Linked DNA regions of Mus musculus: regions 1 and 3 are each linked to region 2. The links are chromatin contacts, called in public ChIA-PET and Hi-C maps. All regions are on one chromosome and are shown on one strand. The core of a region is the stretch at or near the end of the contact, and the rest is flanking DNA. Distances in the headings are between cores, read along the strand shown. Region 1 overlaps Gm5907 (predicted gene 5907). Region 2 overlaps Rasa3 (RAS p21 protein activator 3). Region 3 has its middle 13 kb from the start of Gm39134.

Evidence for each region. A called contact is a pair of places that touch in the nucleus more often than the background predicts. ChIA-PET counts read pairs in DNA pulled down with a chosen protein or histone mark.
Region 1: a Hi-C map of CD8 T cells shows a contact between it and region 2, with 2.2 times the contacts expected there. The contact joins two enhancer-like sites. A contact is called at or near these places in 1 of 484 Hi-C or Micro-C datasets (CD8 T cells) and 1 of 115 datasets of contacts at active chromatin or transcription factors (memory CD8 T cells).
Region 3: a contact with region 2 is called in an RNA polymerase II ChIA-PET map of memory CD8 T cells, with 161 read pairs. The contact joins two enhancer-like sites. A contact is called at or near these places in 1 of 484 Hi-C or Micro-C datasets (CD8 T cells) and 2 of 115 datasets of contacts at active chromatin or transcription factors (memory CD8 T cells and thymic regulatory T cells).

What each region holds. Positions count from the first base shown.
Region 1 is chr8:13,990,136-13,994,270 of GRCm38.p6, forward strand. The region is part of intron 1 of Gm5907 (predicted gene 5907); the gene reads left to right. Among named protein-coding and RNA genes, the nearest start is that of Gm5907, 6.1 kb to the left of the region's middle. Within about 2 kb of position 2,621, at least 64 of the 459 cell types and tissues checked have an H3K27ac peak or open chromatin away from gene starts, as enhancers often do. A contact at or near this core is called in CD8 T cells and memory CD8 T cells, where this site is marked.
Region 2 is chr8:13,598,990-13,603,264 of GRCm38.p6, forward strand. All of the region lies in intron 4 of Rasa3 (RAS p21 protein activator 3), which reads right to left. Among named protein-coding and RNA genes, the nearest start is that of Gm34795, 17 kb to the left of the region's middle. Within about 2 kb of position 1,367, at least 135 of the 459 cell types and tissues checked have an H3K27ac peak or open chromatin away from gene starts, as enhancers often do. A contact at or near this core is called in CD8 T cells, memory CD8 T cells and thymic regulatory T cells, where this site is marked.
Region 3 is chr8:14,010,292-14,014,473 of GRCm38.p6, forward strand. No RefSeq gene overlaps it. Among named protein-coding and RNA genes, the nearest start is that of Gm39134, 13 kb to the right of the region's middle. Within about 2 kb of position 2,465, at least 64 of the 459 cell types and tissues checked have an H3K27ac peak or open chromatin away from gene starts, as enhancers often do. A contact at or near this core is called in CD8 T cells, memory CD8 T cells and thymic regulatory T cells, where this site is marked.

The DNA.
Region 1 (4,135 bases), core at 1,371-3,870, 390 kb after region 2:
TCCCATGACCTTATTTTATCCCAGGCAGACCACAGCCCGAGGGCTCAGCTTCCAACTAGAAACCCACGTGAAATGTGAGGCAATAGAGGACATGGACATTTGTCACAGCACCCTCTAGTCCTTTTGACATTCAAGGAACTCTAGGAGAGTGTTGCACTATTGGTGGTGTGTGTGTGTGTGTGTGTGTGTGTCTTTTCACATGCCTTCTTTCTTCTGTGTTTCTCCAGTGTGTGTGTGTGTGTGTCTGTTCACATGCCTTCTTTCTTCTGTGTTTCTCCATTGTGTGTGTGTTTGTTTGTGTGTGTGTGTGTCTTTTCACATGCCTTCTTTCTTCTGTGTTTCTCCAGTGTGTGTGTGTGTGTGTGTGTGTCTGTTCACATGCCTTCTTTCTTCTGTGTTTCTCCAGTGTGTGTGTGTGTTTGTTTGTGTGTGTGTGTCTTTTCATATGTCTTCTTTCTTCTGTGTTTCTCCAGTGTGTGTGTGTGTGTGTGTGTGTGTGTCTGTTCACATGCCTTCTTTCTTCTGTGTTTCTCCAGTGTGTGTGTGTGTGTTTGTTTGTGTGTGTGTGTCTTTTCACATGCCTTCTTTCTTCTGTGTTTCTCCAGTGTGTGTGTGTGTGTTTGTTTGTGTGTGTGTGTGTGTCTTTTCACATGTCTTCTTTCTTCTGTGTTTCTCCAGTGTGTGTGTGTGTGTGTGTGTGTATTTGCATTGCTGGGGGATTCACTTGCTTAGGCAAGTGCCCCAGCTTTAAGCAGCATCAGATCACTGGTTTTTTGATGGAGTCTACAAGGCTGTCCATGGTGAATTCAAGGTCTGTCTTCCCCAAAGCAGCTAGAGTTACAGGATGCAGGTCAAGCAGACAAAGTGTACCTCGCCCTGCCCCTCAAGGAACAAAGATAGCTCAGCTCTTTCCCATTGCACGAGACCTCGGGCACTCAGTGCTGGCCACAAGGAACCTGGACCTCACCAGATGTGAACACTGGGGCACTATGGGTACCATTCTTGGACCTGTGCAGTTCATAACCTTGAGATGTTCTATCTGCAGCGGAGTGCCTATTCCCCAGAACACCTTTAGGCCTCCTTTCCCTTTCCTGCCATCAGTTGGAGGGAACAGACTTCTTTGGGGACAGTCATTGTGGTTTCCTCATGGTGCAGCAGGCTGCTGCTCCCCCCTCCCCCAGCTCCAAGCCTGGGAAATATCAGTCAAGGGCCCTGGAGCTCAGATCTGACCAGGCTGTCAGTCTGTTTCACTGTCTTCCACGGAGTCTCCTTTTGTTTCATGCCTGTACACTGGGTTGGGTTTTGAACTGAAGAACTTAAGTGTTAGGAACAGGCGAAGACATGCCATGTCTGTTTCTCTCCAATGGTGGAAGTCCTAGGAATCACTCCCTTGGGATTTCCTTCAGGAAAGACCCTTAGCTACCGAGGGTGTTTTCGATCGATTCCACTGATGGCTCGTTTTCAGGATAAACGTTTTTTCTTTGAGCTTTTTTTTTTTTTTTTTTTTTTTTTTTTTTTTTGTGGTTCTGGAGATCAGACCCAGAGCCTCCACATGCCAACTGCACACTCCAGCACCAAGCACGACCCAACCTGCTCATTTTTCCTTCCTGTATCCTATAATCTTAACCACGGATTGATTTCTTCCTAGGAAGCAACGTTACAGATGTTCCTGCTTTTCTTCTGTGCGCTGTGATTTCAGCTCAAATTCATGCAATGAGTTGGTTTTTCATTTGTTTTGTTTGTTTGTTGTGTTTTGTTTCGTTTTTTTCACCTGCATATACTGATTTTCAAGGAAGGTTAGTACTGGACAGTCACACAAGGGTGTTTTGTCCGGGGCAGCCATCCTGGAGCTGAGCTGCATTCAATGACTGTGGAACCCTGCTCTGTCCCTAGACCAGGACCCTATCCAGCAAATAATCAAAAGGTGCTGATGGAACTGTGTGACCGGGGCCTCTCCTCACCTCTGGGAGGCTGGCATTAGAGTGCCTCAGAGAGCTGGCGGTGGAGAAAGCAAGAGCAGAAGCTGCCCCCAAACACCCGGAGCGCAGTGGCTGTGTTAGGACCAACCTCAGCCATCTTGGTCGGAAGAAGATCCAATATTATCACGCCTAAAACTCGCTTCTTTGCCATATTGATGATTTTGATTTAAAAGGAATTGAGAACCAATTAGTGTTGAGCAAATTCTACTTTTCACCTCTATTGCCTTGAATAAAGTACACACTTTCCCTTTGTGCACATACATAAAAGGAATGTTGCCAACAAATGGCTCCGGCCAGGAAGAGAGTGGTACTCACAAGCTTTGATCAGCGGAGGAATCTGCCTTGTGGCACAGCTGCCCCTGACTGCCCACACCCTCTCTGTAGAGCCCCATAGCATTTACGCTCCTGTGAGCCACTGCGCATGTGTGGACACCGAAATGCTTTTCTCCTATTACTTTCACGTTAAAATGAATTCATAGACTGGCTTAAGAACCGAAACTGGCAGGAGGAAGTGATTTGCTTTCCACCTAGAGCCCATATTTACTTTCTATTACCATTCTGACTCTTTTGTTCAGTGTCTAAAGTGGAAGAGTGTAACTTCCTATGGCTTTGTGTGGCTGGCCAGATGCACAGCCTTGCCACCTCAGGAGGAAGTCGTCCTCCACCCACCCACCCCCAGCCCCCCCGCACTGTACCGCAGCTTGGAGATCTAGATGTCACATGAAAAATAAGGGCTCAAACTGCTTTGTGGCAGTAGGGTGCCAGACTTTAGGGCTCATGCCTCTACCTGAAGTACAGTGGCCTAACGTTGCTCTGTGCCTGGCTGGTTTTCTGTACAATTAAGTTCATTTAAACACAGGGCTCCCTGGCCAAAATGTCATGGTGAAAACCACCAACCCAGTTCAACCTCTTTATTTTCTCCGTGGCTCCCTCGCGGGGGGAATGTACTTTACTATAGGTCAGAGAGTGAGTGGTTTGGCAGAGCTGCCTAGACCAGTCCCGAGGCCCCAGCAGCATCACAGAGACCTACCGCAGCTCCGAGCCCTGAGACCCAGCGCAGTCCTCTTGGATCTCACCCGGTCCACGTAAAAGTCTGTGCCTCCTGCCAAAGGTCACCGAGTTCAACCCGCCTCTAGCCAGAGCCCCACGGCCACAAAAATTACAGTTTTTGAAAGCCCAGAATGGCATCTTCAGTGTACAGTGTGTGTGTGTGTGTGTGTGTGTGTGTGTGTGTGTGTGTGTGTGTGTGTTGTGGCTCTGAAGGAGATGGACCCTTTTAGGGAAAGGAAAGGACAGAAAAAACCCAAAGCAAAAAACAAGACAGCCTTGAATAGCCATTCTGCTGACCCCAAACAACTGTAAACAGTAGCAATAGAAAAAACATTTAACCTCTGAGTTCTGCTCCTAGAAAACAAGACAATGCACGGGCTACTGTTTCGGACAGAGCAGCGGGCCCCTCCCCTTGACACACCCTCCAAGGCCTCTAAGACCCCCTTATGCTAATCCCTGGTTTCACGTGGGTCTTTTTCTCCAGTATAGTTCAAACAACTACACTGAGGTTTCTCAACTCCCCCCACATCTGCTTTAACACAGCAAAAAACACACATGAGTTTGCCTAACATCTGCTCGCTTCTCAGTGTTGTTCCTAGGAGGATGTGAACCAGTGGTCTACGTAATAGTGGAAATGCCGTCCTTGGGTGTTCTAGTCACTAACAATTAAAAAACTATTATTGTTAACCAAGAGCAGTTACTGGTATATAATCCCCTGCCCCCCCCCCCCCACAGTACAGTTATACTTGAGAGACCATGTTCTTTATTTAGAGAGAACAAAATTAACTACTTTTTTTTTTTTTTTCCAAACAGGGAAAGGCATGAATACAGTCCCTTGACACACAAAGCAGGCAATCAAGTTTCACACAGTTGGGAGAGTCTTTGGGATTGCGTGCTCTCTGTAATGGGAGCCTGGGTGGTGGTGGTGGTGGTGGTGGTGGTGGTGGTGGTGGTGATGGTGGTGGTGGTGGTGGTGGTGGCGGTGGTGGTGGCGGCGGCGGTGGTGGTGGTAGTGGTGGTGGTGGTGGTGGTGGTAGTGGTGGTGGTGGTGGTGGTGGTGGTGGTGGTGGCGGTGGTGGTGGCGGTGGTGGTGGTGGTGGTAGTGG
Region 2 (4,275 bases), core at 117-2,616:
ACAAGGCCTTGCCTAGGAGAGCCCAAAACTGATACCTTAGTTCACAGTAAAGACATCATACCTGTCTGTCACTGTGAGCTAGACTTTCACCTTATCAAGTGTCATTCTGTGGGGAGCCCCTCAGGGACTCCTCAGTGACCTCAGTTAGGTGTAGCATCCCTTCAAAGACAGTCATGAACTATTACCCTACTAATAGAGAGAGTAGCTACACTTGGGTGGTTTGCTTTCTGTGACTGTGAAATCCCCACATGAAATGCTTTCAGGAGTGTGAGGATCACACCAACACTCTCACATGTGAGAGGATCACACCCACGCTCTCCCGTGTCTTCCTTCTGAAAGCCTTTCCCTTAACCTTTGTGCTTAATTCTATATTCAAATATCTTCATTAAATCCCAGCGCTAGTTCATACTAGCCAGTCCTGAAACGAAATCCTCTTTTGCATCGACGCCACAAATCCTGATTTGACTTGAACTGAGGTCTCTAAATGTCTAGGGACACTCTTTCAGGCTTCTGAGGTGACAGTGAGTTCTGGATCTCCTGCCTTTGCCACCCCAAAATGCTGACATAAGGCGTCTGGGTTGTCTTGGTCAGTTTGACACAAAGTTAGAGAACTACCATTGAGAAATGTCGCCACAGGACTGGGCTGTAGGCAAGCCTATGGAGCATTTTCTTCATCATTGATTGATGGAGGAGGGCCCAGCCCACTGTGGGTCATGCCATCCCTGGGTCTGGCTGTCCCCGACTGTCCCAAGAAAACAGGCTAAGCAAACCATGAAGTGCAAAGAAGTAAGCGGCATCCCTCCATGGCCTCTGAACTGGCTCCTGCCTCCAGGTTCCTGTCCTGGGTGATGAACTGCACATGGTAAGGTAGAATAAACCTATTCCTCCCCAAGTTGCTTTCTGCCATGGCATTTAATCAAAATAATAGGAACCGTAACTAAGACAGAAGGACCATGAAGGTGGGTACCAGCTCTCCCCACGCCGTGTCCCTGCCCTCGGCTGTTTAGTGATGAGGAAACCTCCAAACACTAAGAGGCACAATATCGAGTGAGTTTTGTAGCTCCATATTCCATGACTGTTGGAGCTTGCCGGGTGCTGCAGTGGCCATCCCCGGCCCCTGAAGTTGGCCTTACCACCAGCAGGCCATTTTTAGGACCCAGCTGTGAGCTGTTCAGATGGATGGAGCTCATTTCATCTTTTAGCCTCTGAAAGGCAGAAGCACTGGGGTGAGGTAGATGACCCCACCTCCCACAGCTGATGGCAGCTGCCTTCCTGTTTCCTGTTTTTCCCACACACTAGCGGTGCCCCCAAGACTCAGCACAAACACTCCTCACTAGGGCGGCTCCCACCTCAGTGAGCAGCGGCTTCCGTTTCTAGAGGTCTGGGAGAGGCCAGGAGGAGGTGAAACAGCCGCCACCGCCATGACCCCTCTGCACCATGAAGGTGCTCTAGGCAAGCCTGTGGCCAGAAGTCTCTCTGGTTCTAGCCCTGCACATGATGGGCGTTGCCTATGGGGAGAGGTGTCAGGGTGGAGGCTGGGAGGGGCCTCTTGCCCTGTGGTCAGGTGGTGCACAGCAACCCATCAGGTTTACACCTGTGTTTCAGCCCTCAGAGTCATACTTTCTGTTCCCAGGTCCCATATCTTGGTTCAGTTAGCTCCTACAGCACAGGGTCAGGTGCCTTCCGTCTCTTCAAGACCTGCTGAAGGACAGACAGGTGGCTCCGAATTCACTCTGATCCGAGAGAGAAACATTATTTCATGGCCTGGAAAGGAAGTGCCACAAGTCTTCCCTCCAGCCTTGAGATGAATATCAAGAATGTCCGAGAACAGAGGCGGTGACAGGTGGCCCGGTTCCACTGTATGAGGTCCTGAGAGGAGCTAATCGGAGTTCCTAGACCTTGTCACACAGCAGGGACTACCCTACTGAGTTCGCTGGGGACAAGGGAAGTACCTTCAGCATCATTCATCAGATACATGGGGGGAAAACCAGAGTCCACTCTCAGCACTCACGGGACGGACTAGAAACTGGTAACCAAAAGAAACCCTCCAAATACACGAAGATTACGACTTCCAAATATCACTCTGGTTAGAGAAGTCTTAAGGCAAATTTAAAAGTATTTTTAAATAAATGAAAATGAAAGTACAGCTTAGCAGGATTCGTGGGATGCATGTTCTGGGAAGGAGAAAGACCCGGAATCAGTAAATTAGGACAGAGTTATCCTCCGAAAGCAGAAATAACCAAACACACACACACACACACACACACACACACACACACCAAAAACAGCAAAATCTGAAAAGCAGGAAGTGAGAGGAAATCAAAACCCCAAACAGATCCGCTGAAGAGATCGTTGAAGCGATAGACCTGTAGTCAGGTTACCCAAACAAAAAGAGAAAGACGCAACTTCCCAAGACCTCAGTGAGGGTGTGTCCAACCTGAGCATGCAAAGGAACGCCGCCTGTGCAGCAAGCGGGTTGTGGCCCACTTAACACCGAGGGTGTGTACTTTGGGAAACAATGACTGCCAACGCTGTTATGAAGGGGGCTGTCAAGGCTCCAGGAAGATGGACACAGCTCAGATCTCTGCTTAGTGTCCCCAAAAACTTAACTGGTAACAAAATTTCGAATGTATTGCTGCCTCATGAAACTGAGAGGACTCCTGGCCAGGTCATCATGAGAGGGTGGCTCCTTAAGGGACACTCCCCTCTAAACCATCCCTACCAGCCTGAGTGGTCACTAGGCCAAGGCAGGGAGAAATGTGGAGATGGCTCTAGGTGAGATTTGTGTAGCCAAGACCGGATGAGGCACGCACAAAACAAACAAACAAACAAACAAACAAAAGCAAACAAACCCAGAGGCAGGACTGGGCCAGGGAAGGAAGTCAACACTTTTCTCAGCTCCCATGCTTTCAAAAACCCCAGAGAAAAAAGTGGCCCTTGACCATGGGCAACCACTGGCAACCTTTTATATGATCTGACACTAAAGACACACTCCCAAACACTCTGGGAGAGGTGGCATGCCCACCCCTTCTCTGACCAAGATGGTATTTGCCTGTATGAATGGCAGATCTAGGGTGACATACCATATGTCCTGAATACATTACATGTCCATAACCAGTTCAGAAACACAGATATGGGGTGTTGCAGTAGGGGAGGGGCCAGTGCCATCCTTCTCCATACCATTCAGAACCAGAGGATGCTGGAGGCTGTGGGGCGCCACGCCAGCTGCAGCCCCTGCCTTCCTGACAGGGCCATCCCCGTAGCTGACGAGTCTCTGTGAAGGGAGCAGCAGAAGTGGCTGGTTCTATATAATAAAGCGGCTCATCAAAGACCTCTGAACAGCGTTGGTTCCAGAAGGAAGCAAGACATTTAGCTGTCTTTTTCTCCACTTCTAGTGACACATGGTTTCTCTTGTGGGCCCCGTTCCCTCTGCTGTAATGTGTGATTCCTTCCCACAAATTACAAAACAGGTGGATCCAAGAACCCAAATGCCACTCTCTCTGCCCTTCTAGAAACTGTAAATGTGACATTTTCAAAACAAGCCACAGCTGCGGAGCAAAGATGGCGGTTACCATTTAAAGGTCAGGCTAAGGGGAGGTGCCGCCTCCCTATCTCGGCCACTGTGAATGAAGTTCTAGTGTCACACTCACCAGAGAGGGACCGAGTCCTACAGAGACCTACTTATCCCTCAGCCCAGCAACAGCAGCGAAGACTTATTTTTTTTTAATTATTTTTTTTTGAGATTTATTTCTTTTTACGTATGTGGGGATTCTGCCTGCATGCACTACTGTGTGTCACGTGCATGCAGTGCCTGCGGTAGCCAGAAGAGGGCGTTAAATCTCCTGGAACTGGAGTTATAGTTGGCTGAGGACTACCAAGGGGATGCTGGGCTTTCTTTAATTATTGCTCCATTTCTCCAGCCTTTTCAATTGCCTTTCAGGATCCTAGGTCTCAGACGACTAGAGGGCTGAGGTCAAGATCTATTTTCACTGACATACACGCCAAGCTTCAAGGAAAAATTGAGCTGCCCCAATGATGCCTTAGTCACCTTCCAGCATTGAGAAGAAATCCCCCTCCAGACATGAGATTGACATATGCATCTATACCGATAGCTTTGTGGTGATAAAATGGTTCTGAATCTTGATTGTAGTAGCTGTGATACAAATGTGTACAAGGGCTAAAGTTGCAAAGACATCTACTAGCCCAGCAGTATCAATAACTCACATGGTTAACAGGTATGTAAAATGTGGTTCAGGCCCCCAGCCTAAGGAAGGC
Region 3 (4,182 bases), core at 1,215-3,714, 410 kb after region 2:
GAAACGGATTTTTATGCTCTCAAATCCCAGTTCAATCATACACATAACTAAGCAAGAAAAAGAATTTTTGTAGCATAAATTCCTTGTCCAAATAGAGGGGTGTGAGCCACAGCGGTAACATAATCCTGGGTGGGAACACGAAACCCTTGCTGTGAGGTGCTCTCTTCCACGGACCCCAGGTCTGCTTCTGGCAGGACATTTCTGCTGCTGGTGACATTTTGTCTCTGCTTTCTCTTCCAGTGTCCAATTTGACTTTTGGATAGCACTCTTGGAAAACACCCGAGAGCCTTTACAGCCATTATAATCAATGTTCTGCTGGGGCCCAAGGGTTTTTATGGTCTGTGCTAGATTCCAAAGATGTGCTGAGCCTTTGAGACATTCCTTCTCAGGTCCTGGTGTGGGTGACAAGCTGGATTGGTTTCCCTCAGCCTCCCTGGCTTCTTCCTCCTTTGCTTATGTTCCCTCCTCAGTTTCCTTTTATCAATAAACTCATGTTCAGCTGAAACAGGTATGCTTGGGTGAGCAGGCCACATTCTTTAAAAATTATTTTTATAAACTTTATTTTTTAAAAAAATTGCAAATAAATACAAACGGCACACACCAGAATTAACTAGACCCTAAGTCTATCATCCTCACTGTTCACGTCACCTTTAGCCTGGCAGACCGTTCCTCCCTGTGAAATCTTGGAAGTCACATCCATAACGGTCTCTCCGTCTTGCTCTTCTGGCCTCCGTTTTGAGACAGGTCACTCCTGGAAGCCTGCAGAGGTGCTTCTCCGATTTTGTTGAGTCATATGTTACCATGAAAACAGTCTTCATGAGGCCTCACCAAATCTCTCCAGAGCCCTGGCTCTGGGGGCCTCTTTGGGCCGTCCCAGTGAGCCGGTTCTAGGCATAGCTGGCTTTTTCTGCTGTTCTTGAGCTGTCAGTCTTTTCTGATTCAGCTGCCCAAAGCTGTCCATTCCCTGCAATTCAGGATTTCCTCAGTGACTCATCATTTTCCAAATAGTAATTTCTTAGGTCCTTAGGGCTGCCTGGGCTGTCAAACATCTTAGCTGCAATTTCAGAGGATGTCCTGACACTACAGAGCGGTTGGAGGAAGGGATCCTGTTCTACAGTCATTCACCTTGGAGCGTCTGTGGCTGCCCTCACTACAGTTAAGTTAAACCGAAGGGCAGAGCATATGAGTCTTGATGGGCACTGTTCTTTCACCCCTTGTTATGACTGGATCATGTGGCCACGATGGACTGCAAGGGAACTGGAGTATCTGGTTATGTTGTATTCCAGGAAGTCAAAGAGAACTTGGGGAGTGAGTGGCACTTTCTGCCATTGTTAAATATGTGGCAGTATCCAGGATTCAAATTTAGTCCAGGGACGTGAGGAGTCGGGGAGTCCCTCACCACACAGACTAGGTGGCTGTTGACATTCGGGCATTCTGTAACACCCAGGGTGCATCTTATTGCTGAAGGCAGTAATTCAGCAACAGGCTGAGAATCTGCATTCCTGACAGGCTTTGGAATTCCAACCAATAGGCTGGAGGGGTTGGACCTGGAGAGAAGCTGGTGGACAAAGCAACCATTTGATACAATGAGCTGATGTCTTGCTACATTTTCTTAGGCTGTTCTCTCACAGTGAGCTGTTGGCACACAGATAGTGGGTAGTTGTTGCACTGGCTAGATATGACCCTGGCAACAGTTATCTCCTGCTTAAGGAGAGTGGAGGCCACTGCAGATGAATATCTGAGCTGCAAGAACCAAAACTTGGCTGGGCGGTGGTGGTGCATGCCTTTAATCCCAGCACTTGAGGTGGAGGTGAAGGGGGTAAGAAGGAAGCAGAGGCAGGTGGATCTCGATGAGTTTGTGGCCAGCCTGGTTTGCAAAATAAGTAGTAAGACAACCAGGGTTACACACACACACACACACACACACACACGCACACCACGTCTCAACAAAACAAAACCAGCAACAAAACAACCAAAAATTTCTGGGCGTGTTTGCATTCACCTTTCTTAAACCCCATCACCGTAGATGCAGAGGCAGGCGGAGCTCTGGGATCAGGAGCAGCCTGGTGTGCAAAGAAAGTTCTGCGCCAGCCAGAACTACATAGTAAGACTCTGTCTCAACAAAGAAACGAACAAAGAGCAAAGTAAACCTCAAAACAAGCCCCTGAGTTTCAAAAAGCTTTCTCTTTTTGATTATTTTCTGTGGTACTGGCTGGCAAGCTCTAACTGGCTGGCTGTGGCCCCTTCAGCCTCAGCACCGATCCCATGCGCAGCTCAGGTCTCTGCTCTAGCCTGGCACTCACATAGGCATTGGGGAAGCTAACGTGCTTCCAGAGGCTCCTTCTCCAGTCAGGACATCGTGCTCTGGACCTAGCTCACTTCCTTCAGAGCGGGGCATACCTTGGGGTGTAGGTGGGGACCAGACACGCCAAAGCCAGGAAGTGACGTCAGCAAGATCCTGCTCAGACAGGGACCCGCTATCTTCTCATACAGAGGCCTGTGGTTAAGAGGTGTCCACACCCCCGTGTGCTGCTTATACAGGGGCCCTGAGTTCACCTCCCTCCCCTGTTCTTGGCTCTTCAAAGCCGCACTTTGGTCCAGAGTTCTTGCATCCTCCTCTTTTGCTTTGTGCATAGTTAGGATAGGGTAAGGCGCTAGTCACAAATGGCATGATGCCGTATTGCTTGATACCGGACTTAGCCTTCCTACCCTTAGGACCCAGACATACATATGATCAGCCACTCAAGTCCTAAGATACGCTGATGCAACACAGACAGACAGACAGACACTGTTCACACTGGAGAGGCTCAGTACATAGAGACAGAACTGGATTTTTTCCCACTTAATACGTGACAGTGGCTGGAGTGCGGGACAGAGTTGTCCTGATCATTCTGACCTAATCCAATAAAAGCTTGAGATAATTCACATTTTCTTAAAACTCAGTTTTGCTTCAACAAAAACTTTAAAAGTTCCTCTAGGGAGAATGAGCGGTGGAACATTTGAAACTTAGCAAATCACTCCAGTTCACTGCCTCAGCCTGGCTTGGGGTTTGACTGGACTCTGCCTTCAGAGAAAAAAACCCCACAGATCCCTAGACTGGAAGCAGACTCCATTTCAAAGACATATACCTCCTCACTTCGCCCGGCAATGGGGAGCTAGGGAAAGGGTTTACTCCATTCTAGCGTACAGTTCCATGACTGTAAAATGATGGGCAATCTAACCAACTATGCTTATTTTTCTTTCTTTCTTTTTCTTTTTCTTTCTTTCTTTCTTTCTTTTTTTTTTTTTGAGACAGGGTTTCTCTGTGTAGCCCTGGCTGTCCTGGAACTCACGTTGTAGACCAGGCTGGCCTCGAACTCAGAAATCCGACTGCCTCTGCCTCCCAAGTGTGGGATTAAAGGCGTGCGCCACCACGCCCGACCCAACTATGCTTATTTTTCAAATTTTCTTCAATCAGATTGCGAAGGGAGAGCAAGGCCTCAGTTTGCTTTGGGCCTGCCTTGGTTTGTGGCCTCAGTGAATATGACTCACATCCTGAAATGAAGCTCACCGCCTGGATGAGTGCCCCTTTGTGGCTAAGTATAAGCTGCACTGTCAGGGCATCATTTTCAAACAAGAATAAAAATGAAGGGAATTCCCAAGAGTCCCTTAACAGCACGACTTAGGAAGCCAAAAGGGGAAAGAATCACAGTTGTAACTCTGGAAGGCCGTCATTAGCGTGGTGAAGGTTAATAGCTGGTGCCCGTAGGATTCTCCAATCATTCCCCATGGACAAAACCTTCTTCCAAAGATTACTCCAATTATAGCCAATCATAGTGCTTTGCTGCACAAGGAATCTCGGCTGAGCTCATGTCACTCCTGTGCACAGGGGCAGTGCCCTCCTTAGACCTTCTGGAATCTGCCTCTTCTCCACCTATCGACATCTGTCTACTTTCTCCGTGTTTTCCCCAATACTTCATCTCTGTGAAGCCATCAAGAAGCCCAACAGACCGAGTTGTCTCTGCTCAGTAGCATCTCTTGTAACAGCTCTTCTGTTCTTACCTCAGAGAAGATTCTTCTTCCTTCCACCATCGCTGGGAGGAGCTCGTTCTAAGTGTTTGAAGGTTAGGAGGGAGGGAAGTCAGAGCCACTCTACCCAGAACAAGAATGTCATGTGAACAAAGTTTTCAGACACAACTTTTT